3 separate regions of the Pan troglodytes genome follow, and regions 1 and 3 are each linked to region 2. Evidence: chromatin contacts called from public Hi-C data. All regions are on one chromosome and are shown on one strand. Each heading gives the region's core, a stretch centred on a gene start, on an enhancer-like site or on the middle of the called end of the contact. The rest is flanking DNA. Distances are from core to core; before and after follow the strand shown.

What was found. A called contact is a pair of places that touch in the nucleus more often than the background predicts.
Region 1: a contact with region 2 is called in a Hi-C map of stem cell-derived neural progenitor cells, with 6 times the contacts expected there. The contact joins two enhancer-like sites. A contact is called at or near these places in 4 of 7 Hi-C or Micro-C datasets (blood, induced pluripotent stem cells and stem cell-derived neural progenitor cells) and 1 of 1 other capture datasets (stem cell-derived neural stem cells).
Region 3: a contact with region 2 is called in a Hi-C map of stem cell-derived neural progenitor cells, with 6 times the contacts expected there. The contact joins two enhancer-like sites. A contact is called at or near these places in 5 of 7 Hi-C or Micro-C datasets (blood, induced pluripotent stem cells, a lymphoblastoid cell line and 1 more) and 1 of 1 other capture datasets (stem cell-derived neural stem cells).

The regions. Positions count from the first base shown.
Region 1 is chr1:68,250,904-68,254,989 of NHGRI_mPanTro3-v2.0_pri, forward strand. XPR1 (xenotropic and polytropic retrovirus receptor 1) reads right to left here. Exons shown (of 15, transcript XM_524986.9): 14 at 4,068-4,086; 15 at 1-348. The coding sequence ends at 288. Among named protein-coding and RNA genes, the nearest start is that of KIAA1614, 30 kb to the left of the region's middle. Within about 2 kb of position 2,353, at least 7 of the 24 cell types and tissues checked have an H3K27ac peak or open chromatin away from gene starts, as enhancers often do. A contact at or near this core is called in stem cell-derived neural progenitor cells, where this site is marked.
Region 2 is chr1:68,605,147-68,609,347 of NHGRI_mPanTro3-v2.0_pri, forward strand. No RefSeq gene overlaps it. Among named protein-coding and RNA genes, the nearest start is that of ACBD6, 14 kb to the right of the region's middle. Within about 2 kb of position 2,920, at least 2 of the 24 cell types and tissues checked have an H3K27ac peak or open chromatin away from gene starts, as enhancers often do. A contact at or near this core is called in stem cell-derived neural progenitor cells, where this site is marked.
Region 3 is chr1:68,272,144-68,276,643 of NHGRI_mPanTro3-v2.0_pri, forward strand. The region is part of intron 11 of XPR1 (xenotropic and polytropic retrovirus receptor 1); the gene reads right to left. Among named protein-coding and RNA genes, the nearest start is that of KIAA1614, 51 kb to the left of the region's middle. Within about 2 kb of position 2,833, at least 2 of the 24 cell types and tissues checked have an H3K27ac peak or open chromatin away from gene starts, as enhancers often do. A contact at or near this core is called in stem cell-derived neural progenitor cells, where this site is marked.

The DNA.
Region 1 (4,086 bases), core at 1,103-3,602, 350 kb before region 2:
TTGTAAACAATCCATAAGATACTATGTTTTGTTTCTTAAAACATCCTCTGATTGGCAAATGAAGTAAATATTTGTTTTAAAAATAGAAAATTAAAATTAAACCAGAAGAAAAGAAAAGAAACACAGTGAGCTTGTTTGGAGTCCATAGGATCCGATCCGGAAGAGCTCGGAAAATGTGTTATGTGTTTTCTCCTGTTTTCGGCTGGAAAGGTACTAGAGGTTGCGTTGGTCGAGGAAAGGATTGTAGAGTAGGAAAACCAAAGACGTTAAGCTAGACTTCAGAAAATTCAAGTGTTAGCTTCATCATCTGTGTCTTCTATCAATACCTTAGTGTCACGAGCCTTGGATCTAGTGGTAACAAGGGGGACAAAAAGCACTTAGTCCATTACCCAAATATAAACACTTTCACAGTATTAGACACATTTCCAGTCTTACCATCATTAAACATACATCCTAAACAGGGGCTACCTGCTGTACCAGATGGATTATTCTAGAGTTTCCTATTCAATTTCAGATACTATTGGAAAAACACTAAGAAACTAGATCACAACCAGAGGAAGGTAACAAGAACAATGGCAGGGTATGTGCAACGCAGAAGGTAGTGATCTGGGTTTGAGTACTGACTTTGATTTTTTTTTTTTTTTTTTTTTTTGAGACAGAGTCTCGCTCTGTCGCCAGGCTGGAGTGCAGTGGCATAATCTCAGCTCACTGCAGCCTCCGTTTCCCAGGCTCAAGCAATTCTCCTGCCTCAGCCTCCTGAGTAGCTGGGATTACAGGCATGTGCCACCACGCTTGGCAAAGTTTTGTATTTTTAGTAGAGATGGGCTTTCACCATGTTGGCCAGGCTGGTCTCAAACTCCTGACCTCAGGTAATCTGCCCGTGTTGGCCTCCCAAAGTGTTAGGATTACAGGCATGAGTCACTGCACCTGGCCACCTGACTTTGATTTTATGATGCATCTATTTAACCCTTTGAGTGCCCGTTTCTATCTCTGTAAGGCAGGAATGATAACACCGATTTCACTGAATACCACTTTCACCTCATGGAGACAGTATGCATATCAAGTGAGAACATGGATGAAAAAAGCATTAAACAAACTTAAGAAACTGGCTGGTTCCTGTAATCCCAGCTCCTTGGGAGGCTGACATAAGAGGATCGCCTTAGCCCGGGAGTTTGAGACCAGTCTGGGCATCACAGTGAGACCCTGTCTTTAAAAAAAAAAAAAAAAAAGCCAGGTATGATAGTGCACACCTGTAGCCCCAGCTACTCAGGAAGCTGAGGAAGGAGGATCATTTCAGCCCAGGAGTTCAAGGCTGCAGTAAGGTATGATCACACCACTGCACTCCAGCCTAGGTGACAGACTGAGACCACGTCTCCAAAAAAAAAAAAAAAAAAAAACCAACCTCCAAAAAACAAATATAAGAAATTGTGATAAGGATGATGAGGATGAGATAAAACACCACTTGAGGCATACATGAGAAACCAAAAGAGTTAGCCAGCAGAAGAGAAGACCTAAGGAGAGGCATAACAGTTATTTCTCTTCAAAGAGTTGACAACATACAATGCAGAAGAGGGAGGAGACTCATTATAAGTTATGTGAGAGAGCCCAAATAGGATCAAATTGTTAAAGTTACAGTGAAATTACAGTGAAGCACATTTCAGCCCAACATAAACCATTTACCACTATAAATACCAACAATAAAATCAGGTGGCTGAGTGTGGTGGCTCTTGCCTGTAATCCCAGCACTTTGGGAGGCCAAGGAGGGAAGACTTCTTGAGGCTAGGAGTTTGAGACTAGCCTGGGCAACATAGTAAGACCCTGTCTCTATAAAAAATAAAAAATTAGCTGGGCAGAGGGGTGCAGGCGTGTAGTGCCAACTACTTGGGGGGCTGAGGTGGGAGGAGTGCTTGAACCCAGGAGGTTGAAGCTGCAGTGAGTCATGATCGTGCTGCTGCATTGAGCCAACCTGGGCAACGGAGCGAGATACTGTTTCAAACAAACAAACAAACAAAAAAACCACACACATTAAGGATATGCTAAAGGTTGCATGAGTGATAAAGTCAGTACTGAAACTCAGATCTTATTTTGGATTCCCTGCACTCTCCGCTGTACACCAACTGTTCCATTCCTAATGTCTTACTCTTGGTGCAATCTGGTTTCCCAGAGTTTCTCCGTTAAACACCTGACATGGAACAGAATAATCTATTGCCAAAGAGCCCCTTGTTTAAGCAGAAATAGTATATGTTTAGATTGCCCTCTGCTGGTAACTAACAAGGATAATTAGACTTCAAAATCAGGAGCTCAATGAGGTCACCAATCACACTCAGCATTTTCTTCCAGCCCTTTGTGGCACTTATCTCACTGACCCACTCAGTGCTCCCCTGCCCCAGCTTCTTCAAACTCTGCTTCCTTGGGATCACAGCACCTACCATGCTTTGTTTTGATGCTCTTCCTATTACCTCCCTGACTATTCCTGCCTCTTTTGTTTATTTTCTTTTTTTCTCTGGTCTGTGTTTGTTCCCTGGCTACTATGGTTGAGCCAGGGATTAAGACTCAGTTCCCTGCTCTCTGCTTTTCTCTGCCTTCTTCAGAGAACTTCCAAATCTCTATTTAAAGTTCAGCAGGTTCTACTCTACTCCTCTATATCCAATGAGTTACTGATACTACCTCCTGTTTCTTACTTCCTTCAAAACATCTCCTTATGTTCCTTCTGGTCCAACAGTAAGCATCCTGATCTGAATTTTCACTGCCCCATACATTGAAGTACTGCATAGCTTTTCATCTGGCTTTCTGGCCTTGAGTTTTCCCTTGCCTAATATATCTTACACAGTGCTATTAAAACTTCCTAGGATACTACTTTCACAATGTCATTCTTCTACAGAAAAATTCTCTGTGACTCGTGGCTGGGTGCGGTGGCTCATGCCTGTAATGCCAGCACTTTGGGAGGCCAATGTGGGCGGATCACGAGGTCAGGAGATCGAGACCATCCTGGCTAACATGGTGAAACCCCATCTCTACCAAAAACACAAAAAATTAGCTGCGTGTGGTAGCGGACGCCTGTAGTCCCAGCTACACGGGAGGCTGAGGCAGGAGAATGGCGTGAACCCAGGAGGTGCAGCTTGCAGTGAGTGGAGACTGCACCACTGCACTCCAGCCTGGGCAACAGAGCGAGACTCCATCTCAAAAAAAAAAAATTATCTGTGACTCATTCCTGCCTACAAGATCAAGTTTGCATTTTCAGCCTTTTACAATCATACTTCATCTATTCAGCAAAATTATTCTTACTACAATTCTAGTCACATGGTTTTTCTTTCTGCACTTCATTTCTACCTTTATGTTCTTTACTGTGTCTCTAGTCTATTCACTCCCTTATCCTTTAGAAAACCGTTCATCTTCAACCTAAGCCTCCTTCATTCCAATCTACTGTGCTATCTATTGTCTCTAAATTTCATATGCAGTCACCATATACTGTACATTTATGGTAACTTTTAGCAACATACGTAGTCAATGACTGATAAAAATATTGTTGTAGGTATTTAATAAGAAGATAAAAATAGTAATAGTTTATTCTTAGTAGGCTCTTTCTGTGAGGGAACTGGTCCAAGTTCTATGTAATAATGAATATAATCCACTTAACCGCCCTATAAGCAAGAACCATATTAATTTCAATTTACAGATGAGGGGCAGAAAACAGAAATTAAGTCATTTGGTCAAGGCATAGATGGCAGGATTCCTAAAGTTTATAACATAAAAATTATTTGTATACACAACACACAGAAGAGTCAAGTATTAATAAATCACTCTCCAACAACCTTTTCCTCCAGACAGTGGATCTTTAGTGCCAAATTACTAGGTTATGCATTGATGACATTTACTCTATGTGCTCATTTAGACAGTCATAGGCTGTATCATATGGAATTGCTGCTTATTACTGTTTTTTTGTAGGTGAAAAATGGCTGAGTATTGGCAATTTCATTTGGTTCAACCTGATAGCTTTTTAGCTTACATGCTACCCAATGCTAAAACTCAAAGGAAATATGCCTCACAGAAGTAGAAGCCATACATACTGAGAAGCGAGGCGAGGCC
Region 2 (4,201 bases), core at 1,670-4,169:
GATATTTTATATGAAATTATGTCTCTTTGAAACATTTTTAAAACATGCCAATTAAAAAGAAATTTGGGGAGCCTTTCACTGATATGTTATGCTTTTATTATATTAAGTACAAATATAGGCTCAATATATTAGTTATATTAAGTATAAACATAGACTCCATGCCTTTGATGCTTTTATATACTCATAGACTCAGAAGTGGTAATTAACATGTGGGCAATTGTCAATAAATTCTTGCTGATTATTCACCTTCCATACAAAGTGATTTTTTTCACCAAGTCTTTTCAAAAAGCTCTGGCTTTCATATGCTAGCTTTTACTGACGCTGTATATGTGATGTGATGTGTGTGTGTGTGTATATATATATATATATATAAGTCATATGTAATTTGTGTTTGTGTGTATTTATTTATTTATTTTGGGACAGGGTCTTGCTCTGTCACCCAGGCTGGAGTGCAGTGGCACAATCGCAGCTCGCTGCAGCCTCAACCTCCTGGGACTCAAGCAATCCCTCCCACCTCAGCCTCCTGAGTAGCTGGAACCACAGGTGCGTGCCACCATTCCTGGCTAATTTTTTGGATTTTTTTGTAGAGAGGGGTCTTGCCATGTTTCCCAGGCTGTTCTCAACTCTTGGGGTCAAGCAGTCCACTTGCCTCGACCTCCCAAAGTGCTGGGATTACAGGCATGAGCCACTGCATCTGGCCATTTATTTTTATTTGAAAAAATATAGTTTTTTTGAGACAGGGTCTTGCTCTGTCACCCAGGCTGGAGTGTAGTGGTACAATCATGGCTCACTGTAGCCTGAACCTCCTGGGTTCAAGTGATCCTCCCACCTCAGCCTCTCAAGTAGCTGAGACTACAGGTGTGAGCCACCATGCCCTGCTAATTTTTGTATATATTCATATATTTTTTGGTAGAGATTGGTTTTCGTCATGTTGCCTAGGCTGGACCCGAACTCCTAACCTCAAACAGTTCTTCCACCTTGGCCTCCCAAGGTGCTAGGATTACAGGCATGAGCCACCATGTCTGGCCTGTGTGTGTATTTAAAAGTTTTCTTTGAAAAATGGGAAATTTGGGCCGGGCGTGGTGGCTCACACCTGTAATCCCAGCTCTTTGGGAGGCCGAGGTGGGCGGATCATAGGTCAGGAGTTCGAGACCAGCCTGGCCAGCATGGTGAAACCCCGTCTCTATTAAAAATACAAAAATTAGCTGGGCATGGTGGCTGGCGTAATCCCAACTACTCAGGAGGCTGAAGCAGGAGAATCATTTGAACCTGGGAGGTGGAGGTTGCAGTGAGCTGAGATCACGCCATTGTACTCCAGCCTGGGCAACAAGAGCGAAATTCCATCCCCGCCCCCCAAAAAAAGAAATATGGGAAATCTGAATACAAAGGACTGCATTCTAGATGATATTTGTCAATTTTCTTAGGTATGATAATGTCATATTATGGCTCTATAATAGAATTTATTTTTAGAAGATACATACTACAGAATTCAGGATTGAAATATCATAATGTCTGCAACTTATTTTCAAGTCATTTATCAAAAATATTGGTAGATAGATAATGCAAATGTGGCAAAATGTTAACAATTGTTGAATTCAGGAAGTGAGTTCAATATGAGTGATCATTTACTATTCTGTCAACTTTTCTATATGTTTGAGAATTTTCATAATGGTTTATTTAAAAAAACAAGTTATCATGAAAAAAACATCAGAAGCAGAAACATCAATATTCAGGCCAATTAAAAGAACCAGTGTTCTGTGTGTGTGTGTGTGTGTGCGTGTGTGTGTGTGTGATGGTATATCTGCCTGTAAGGTTTAAAGTGCTGTCACTTCAAAGCCATATTTGATGCACTCAAATAAACGTTACTATTTTCTTGACTCATCTGGAGGATGAGGGAAAAGAGCTTTAATTCTACAGCCAAAATAACGGCCTAAAGGTATTCATAGTCATATGACATTTGAAGCAATAGAAATTTAAAACTTATAATCAGACTTCAACCAGAAAAATAAATGGGTAATTTTATTTTTAATCTAAAGACATTTTTTGAATGTCTTCAGAACCATTTGAATGTTATTTCCTGTTCTTAAGGTAAAATAAACAAAATTGTTTATATCTGATTGTGTATGCCTGACCAGATTTTCTTGATGATAAAAACCATTCCCAGCTTTTGAAGACTGATGTCTGATTAACTCTTTCAAACATAAATGCCACAAAATTAATCAAAGCTGTGGTTTTTTCCCAGGATGATACTCAGCTGTGGACATTAGTATCAACAAAGAAGGGATATTTTGATGAATACAAACTTAAAGAAAATTTAGCATATAAAAAATTTTAGTTTTTAGTATATTTTCATTTGCAGTTTTTAAACTTTAGTAAACATATGTTAACATATACATGCTAAACATTTCATCTTCTTGTGCATATTTTAGAATGTCAATTTTAAATTTAAAGTTCCCCAAAATATTTGGGAGAAGAGGGTGAGGCACAGGAACTGGGGAATGGTAAAAATGTTAATATATACATAAGGAAAGAAAATCCAAACAAAAGCAAAAACAACAATCCAAAGGGAGTAATGATGTAGGTTCAGAGCTAAGTTGATCTCAGCCTATACTGTATGACCCTTATTTCTCATTGTTACAACATTCAGAATAGTAAGTGGACTTGTCAGAGCATGTTTTTTAAAACCAAGCACATCTTAACAAAGCCTGTTTTCGTCTTTACTCTCAGTTCCTGGGTTCTAAGTCTAAAGAAGAAACACAATTAGGGTTTGGCTGCTGTTTAAAATAAAGATATAATTACATAAACAATTTGTTCCATTTACTGTGCCATACAACGTGCAAGGCCTCTCTTTCCTAAGCCTAAGGACCCAAAGAACAAAGATAATCCAGCCAGCCCGTTACACGGGCAGAACCCAAACCTAGCTCCATGCCGCCATCATCTGGTCAATATGTATATTCCACTTGCACTCCGGCAGTGCCCAGAAGACGATGGATATCCGGAATCCTGAACCACCCAGAGTGGAATTCAAACTCACGGGACTCATTTTTCATGCAAAGAAATTATATTTTATGAAGGCACAATATAAAATTATATATTCTGTCTTACTGAGGCCCTTTGTTCTTCAAACCAGTAACTGAAACCAGAAAAATATTGCAGAAATGGATAAAAAAATTTCAGTTTCTTAGCTTCAAGTTCAGGGAGACTTTCCTTAAAGATCTTTACTTCAGGCCAGGTTCAGTGGCTCATGCCTGTAATCCCAGTGCTTTGGGTGGCTGAGGCGGGAGCATCGCTTGAGGCCAGGAGTTTAAAGTTACATTGAGCTATGATCTTGTCACTACACTCCAGTCTGGATGACAGAATGAGACCTTGTCTCTAAAAAAAAAAAAAAAAAAAAACTTTACTGCAAATGCATCTGCAAATAGTTCAATAGCACCTTCTGCCAATTGAGCAGAATGTGTTTTAGTAGATATGAAAGGCCCACACTCCTTAGAAGACCTGGGAGTTAGATCCACTTGGTCACTCACCTAAATGTAAGGCCTAAGGCAAGTCACCTAATATTTAGGGGCCTCTTCTGGAAAATAATGGGGCTCAACTGAGACCTTTTTATGGAGAGGATATCCAGCTTAAAAAATCCTATTATTATTTAACTTCAGTTTGTACCACAAAATTTAGTACTTAATTTTAGTCTTGCTGGATTTTCTAATTGTATCATGAGCACTAATTTTGTTTTTCCAACTAAAATTTAGGTTACTTAATGGCAAGGATGATATCAGACTCCCCAGTCTGTGTACTTTTTACTGTATTACATTACCTGAAAGATCAGTATCAGCATTTAACAAGTTATTGTTGATTAATTTTTAGAAAGTCAAAATATGAAAATTTAAAAATATATTTACTAATAAATACACACTGAACACATTTAATATAATAGCTACTGCATTTACAGCAACAAAAATGTTGCAAATGTGGACAGAAGTCAGCTAGCCACTATGCCCTTAATTGAGTCCACCAATTTTGCCTTCCTCAGTGGTTCCATACTTATCAAGCACAATGAAATCTCTTCAGGACTGGTGTCTAAGAGAATGCTAGGCTTTTATAATCTAATCCTATTTGGCTTTGTGGCATTTGATTTACCCCTATATTTGTATCATGTAATGATAAATAACATCTCTAAAGTCAGTTTGTAAACCCACAAACGCAT
Region 3 (4,500 bases), core at 1,583-4,082, 330 kb before region 2:
GGTAGAAACAGGTAAAATTAATAATATATTTTATGTAATCTATACCTAAAATGTTATCACTTTTATATTTAATATATAGTCAAAATAAAATTGATATCCTTCACAGTTTTTTGTTTCAAACTAAGTCTTCAAGATCCAGTTTGTATGTTATACTTACGGCACATTTCGATTTAGATTAGGCACACTTCAAATGCTCGACAGATTGATGTAGTTGGTAGTTAAATTATGCAACAGTGCGGTTCTAGGTATCTTTGGGGAGATGAGTTTGAGGTGTAAAGATTGAAAGCAGTGTATTAATATGGCTGTGGCAACAGCCCAGTGAGAAACAATGAGGACTAGAATTGAGTATAAGTTTAAGGAACAGAGAGGTAAGGCAAAAATTAAGAAATACTTGGGAACTAAAATTGGCAGGACTTGGTAAATTTTGAAGGTGAGATGAAGGATACAGTCAAAAATAACTCCTAGTTTTTAACCTGGGTGAGTGGCATGGTGCCATAAACTAAGTTAGAGAACATGGGGCTTGAAGCATGCTTAGGAAAAAAAATGAGTTTATTTTTTGACGTGTTGACTTTAAGGTACTTATGAAACATCGAGGTGGAGGAAGCCCAGAAAACAACTGGAAAAAACTAAAAAGCTTCAGATACAGACTGGGGAGTCACACAGACAGTAGTTGCAACCATCAAAATAATTTAGAAGCTCTTTCTATGAAAAGGACAGGCTACAATGAGAAATAAGTCTTCCATCTATAAGGGGAATCACACTGTGTTTGACTACACTTGGTTGAGTTTATTTCCAGTTTTTTTTTTTTTTTTTAATACCAAAGACTCAAAGAGATGAGAACTCTCTGAAATGTTACAGAGCTTCTCTTTATCTCTTAAAAAATTTAAATTCTAATTCTATGTTTGTTTACATTTCAAGGTTTCTAAATATGTGTTAATTACTATAGAGTTATTGTGGTTATAGGAATGGAGACAGTAAGAATAAGAATAGATAGATTACTGTTTTGAGATGTAGGATAGAGAAAAGGAAAAAAGACTAGACCCGATGGCTTAATGAGGTAAGGGAAATCTTTTTAGAGTAGGGGACTCTTAAGCATGTACACAGGCTAGAAGGAAGGAGCCAGTAATGACAAACAGTTTGAAGATTTGGGAAAAACAAGGGACAACTGCCAGAGCTAGATCCTGGGACAAGGGGAAATTAGAGCAGTGCACAGGAGGAAGGACACCTTGTTACTTTAGACTGGGGAAAATACAGTAAAAAGGGATTTAGATTAAATAAGTATGTAGGGAGAAGGTAGCTGAAGGAAAATGATTCCTGATAGCCTCAATTTTCTTAAGCTAGTAGGAGACAAGGTGGTCTGTAAGAATAAAGAGGAAAAGGCTGAGTTAGGAGCTGAGAAAAGCAATGAAAGTTATAGTAAAACCGTCCCCCCACCCCCCGCTTTTTTTTTTTTTTTCTTTTTGAGACACAGTCTCGCTCTGTCGCCAGGCTGGAGAGCAGTGGCATGATCTCGGCTCATTGCAACCTCTACCTCCTGGGTTAAGTGATTCTTCTGCCTCAGCCTCCCAAATAGCTGGGACTACAGGCACACACCACCACACCCGGCTAATTTTTGTATTTTTAGTAGAGATGAAGTTTCACCATGTTGGCCAGGCTGGTCTCGATCTCCTGACCTCATAATCTGCCCTCCTGGGCCTCCCAAAGTGCTGGGATTACAGGTGTGAGCCACTGTGCCCAGCTGTAAAAACCCCTTTTCAAGTTAACATTTTTGAGATAAATTTAATAATATGTTAACAAAGGACAAAATACATTAAAGTTTAGAAAAAAGTTAATCTCTCCTTCCTATGACATTCTTTTCACAAAACATTTTGCTTGTGCTTATACTGTCTTTCATTCTGTATATACACAATTTTTTTCTTTCCTGTAATATTGTATTCTATCTAGCATTGTGAAAAGAATTTAACTTTAGAGTAGAGCAAATTGAATATATATTTGTCTTTTCCATTAAATTGTAATGTCTTTCACAGAAAGATCTCACATCAGCATTTTTCTAGGGCCCATGTACCATGCTGGACATAGTAGGGGCTTAATCAATATTTGCCAAACTGAATTGAGGCTATGTTTCACTCATTTTTGTATTTTCTGCACAATGCTTTACCTTCCAACAAATACTTGGGAAAGGCAACATAGTCTCTGGGCAGCCTACACATATAATGTGTCCCTGAAAACACCTATTAAGTTTGTAGCTCCTAGGCCCTCCAGGCAAAATGAAATGGACAGCTGTGGCAAACAGAAAACTTTAAAACCAGATTCTAAGGCTTTGACAAAGGCAGGAGGTCAGTCACACCTCCACATTCCCTTATCTCATTATCAGCCGCCAAGACTTTCTTTCCTATAATTAAACAGAAACCAGTCCCTAAAAACAATGTGTGCAAGATTTCTTCCCCAACCTCAACAGACCATCTGACACTGTGGCCAAACTCCCCTCCCTTATCGTGCTTTTGCCACAATAGGTGACTAGCCTTACAAAGCATTCCTTTTTGATAAATGACTGCTGATCACAGACTGGTTCTGGCTGGTCCACAGAGACTGAGCACAAGATGCCTCTGTGCTCTGCTCTGTGTTTCACCTTTTGACACAAAGAGCCGAATTTCACTTCACTTTAATGTTAACTGCCTACTCCAAAGTGAACATGGGACATATGTAACATATATGTTTACTCACCACACATTTGGTTTCCCTCATAAATATTCATAAATTCTCCTATAACCTGCTAAATATGTATGCGGAGCTAACCCCACTGGGGATAAATTCCAACCTCTCCCCTTTGTAACTGAAGCCTATGTATTTGGTTTTGGCTGGAAGCTTAGTTTCCTGACGTGCAGATTGTAATCCTTTACAGGAAATAAAGCTTTCCTTTTGCTTCCTCTGCCAATCTCATGGTCTTTTGTTAATAAGTTGAATGTGAAAAAGTTAAGCAACAGACTTATATGAGGATAAGTTCCTGAGAGCTAAAAATAGATAAAGCAAAACCCCTATTAAACTTTCCTTGCCTTTTAGATACAACCTTTAATGGCATTGTTCTAACATTTTGTAGACATCATTTTTTTCCTTTACAACAAAACACAGCTGCTTTTAATTCAATGAGTGTCACAATGATGCTTAAAAGTTGCTGCTTTCTGCATGCCTAATGATTCCTATAGCTGTTTTAACTGTATTACACTTACGAGACATTAAAAAAATTGTGTGTAATATCACCACAGATAATTCCCACTGATTTCAAGAAAAACGAACAAAATACAACAAAATACAAAAAAAAAACAAACAAACACACGAATGCACTATTATTTGTGCCACAGAAGGTAAGGCTGCCAAAGCTCTCAGTTAGCAGCTAGCAATACCATGCAAAAGCAGGAAATGTTCTCAATCCAAAGGATAATTAAGAGGTAGGGGTGTGTGTGTGTGTGTGTGTGTGTGTGTGTGTGTGTGTGTGTGTCTATAGTCTAATAACAAAATACCCAAACTGTCCAGTTTTCAATTTAAAAAATCACTAGTCATACGAAGAACAAGGAAGATCTCAAACTTAATGAAAAGACAATCAAAGATGTCAAAACTGAGATGATAGAGATGTTGGAATTACTGGACAAAGATCTCACAGCAGCTATGATAAAAATGCCTTAGCAAAGAAACAGTCTCACCAAAGATACAGGAAACACAAAAAAGAACCAAATAGAAATATTAGAAGCCAAAAATACAATAACTGAAATAAAACTCACTGTTAACAGAATAATAGAAGGGACAGAGGAAAGAACTGGCAACTGAAAGATAGAATAGAAATTTCCTAACCTGAACAAGAAAGAAAATAGGTTGAATTTAAAAAATGAAAAGAAGCCAGGCGCAGTGGCTCATGCCTATAATCCCAGTAATTTGGGAGGCCGAGGCGGGTGGAAAACTTGAGGTCAGGAGTTCAAGACCAGCTTGGCTAACGTGGCGAATACCCGTCTCTCCTAAAAATACAAAAATTAACTGGGCTTGGTGTGCGCCTGTAATTCCAGCTACTTGGGAGGCTGAGGCATGAGAATTGCTTGAACCCAACGGGTGGAGGTTGCAGTAAGCTGAGATTGCACCATTGCAATCTGTGGGGGATACATTCCAAAACCCCCAGTTGGTGCCTGAAACCATGGATAGTACTGCTATCCATGTTTCATTTTATAGATAAATGAAATGTATCTATAAATATTATAAAATTTTATAATATTTATATTATAAAATTTATAGATAAAGTTTAATCTATAAATTAAGCACAGCAAGAGACTAGCAATAATAATAAAGCAGAACAATCATAATATACTGTAATAAGTTATGTGGAAGGCTGGACGTGGTGGCTCACGCCTGTAATCCCAACATTTTGGGAGGCCGAGGTGAGAGGATTGCTTCAGTCCAGGAGTTGGAGACCTCACCTTTACAAAAAATAAACAAAATTAAACCAGTGTGGTGGCG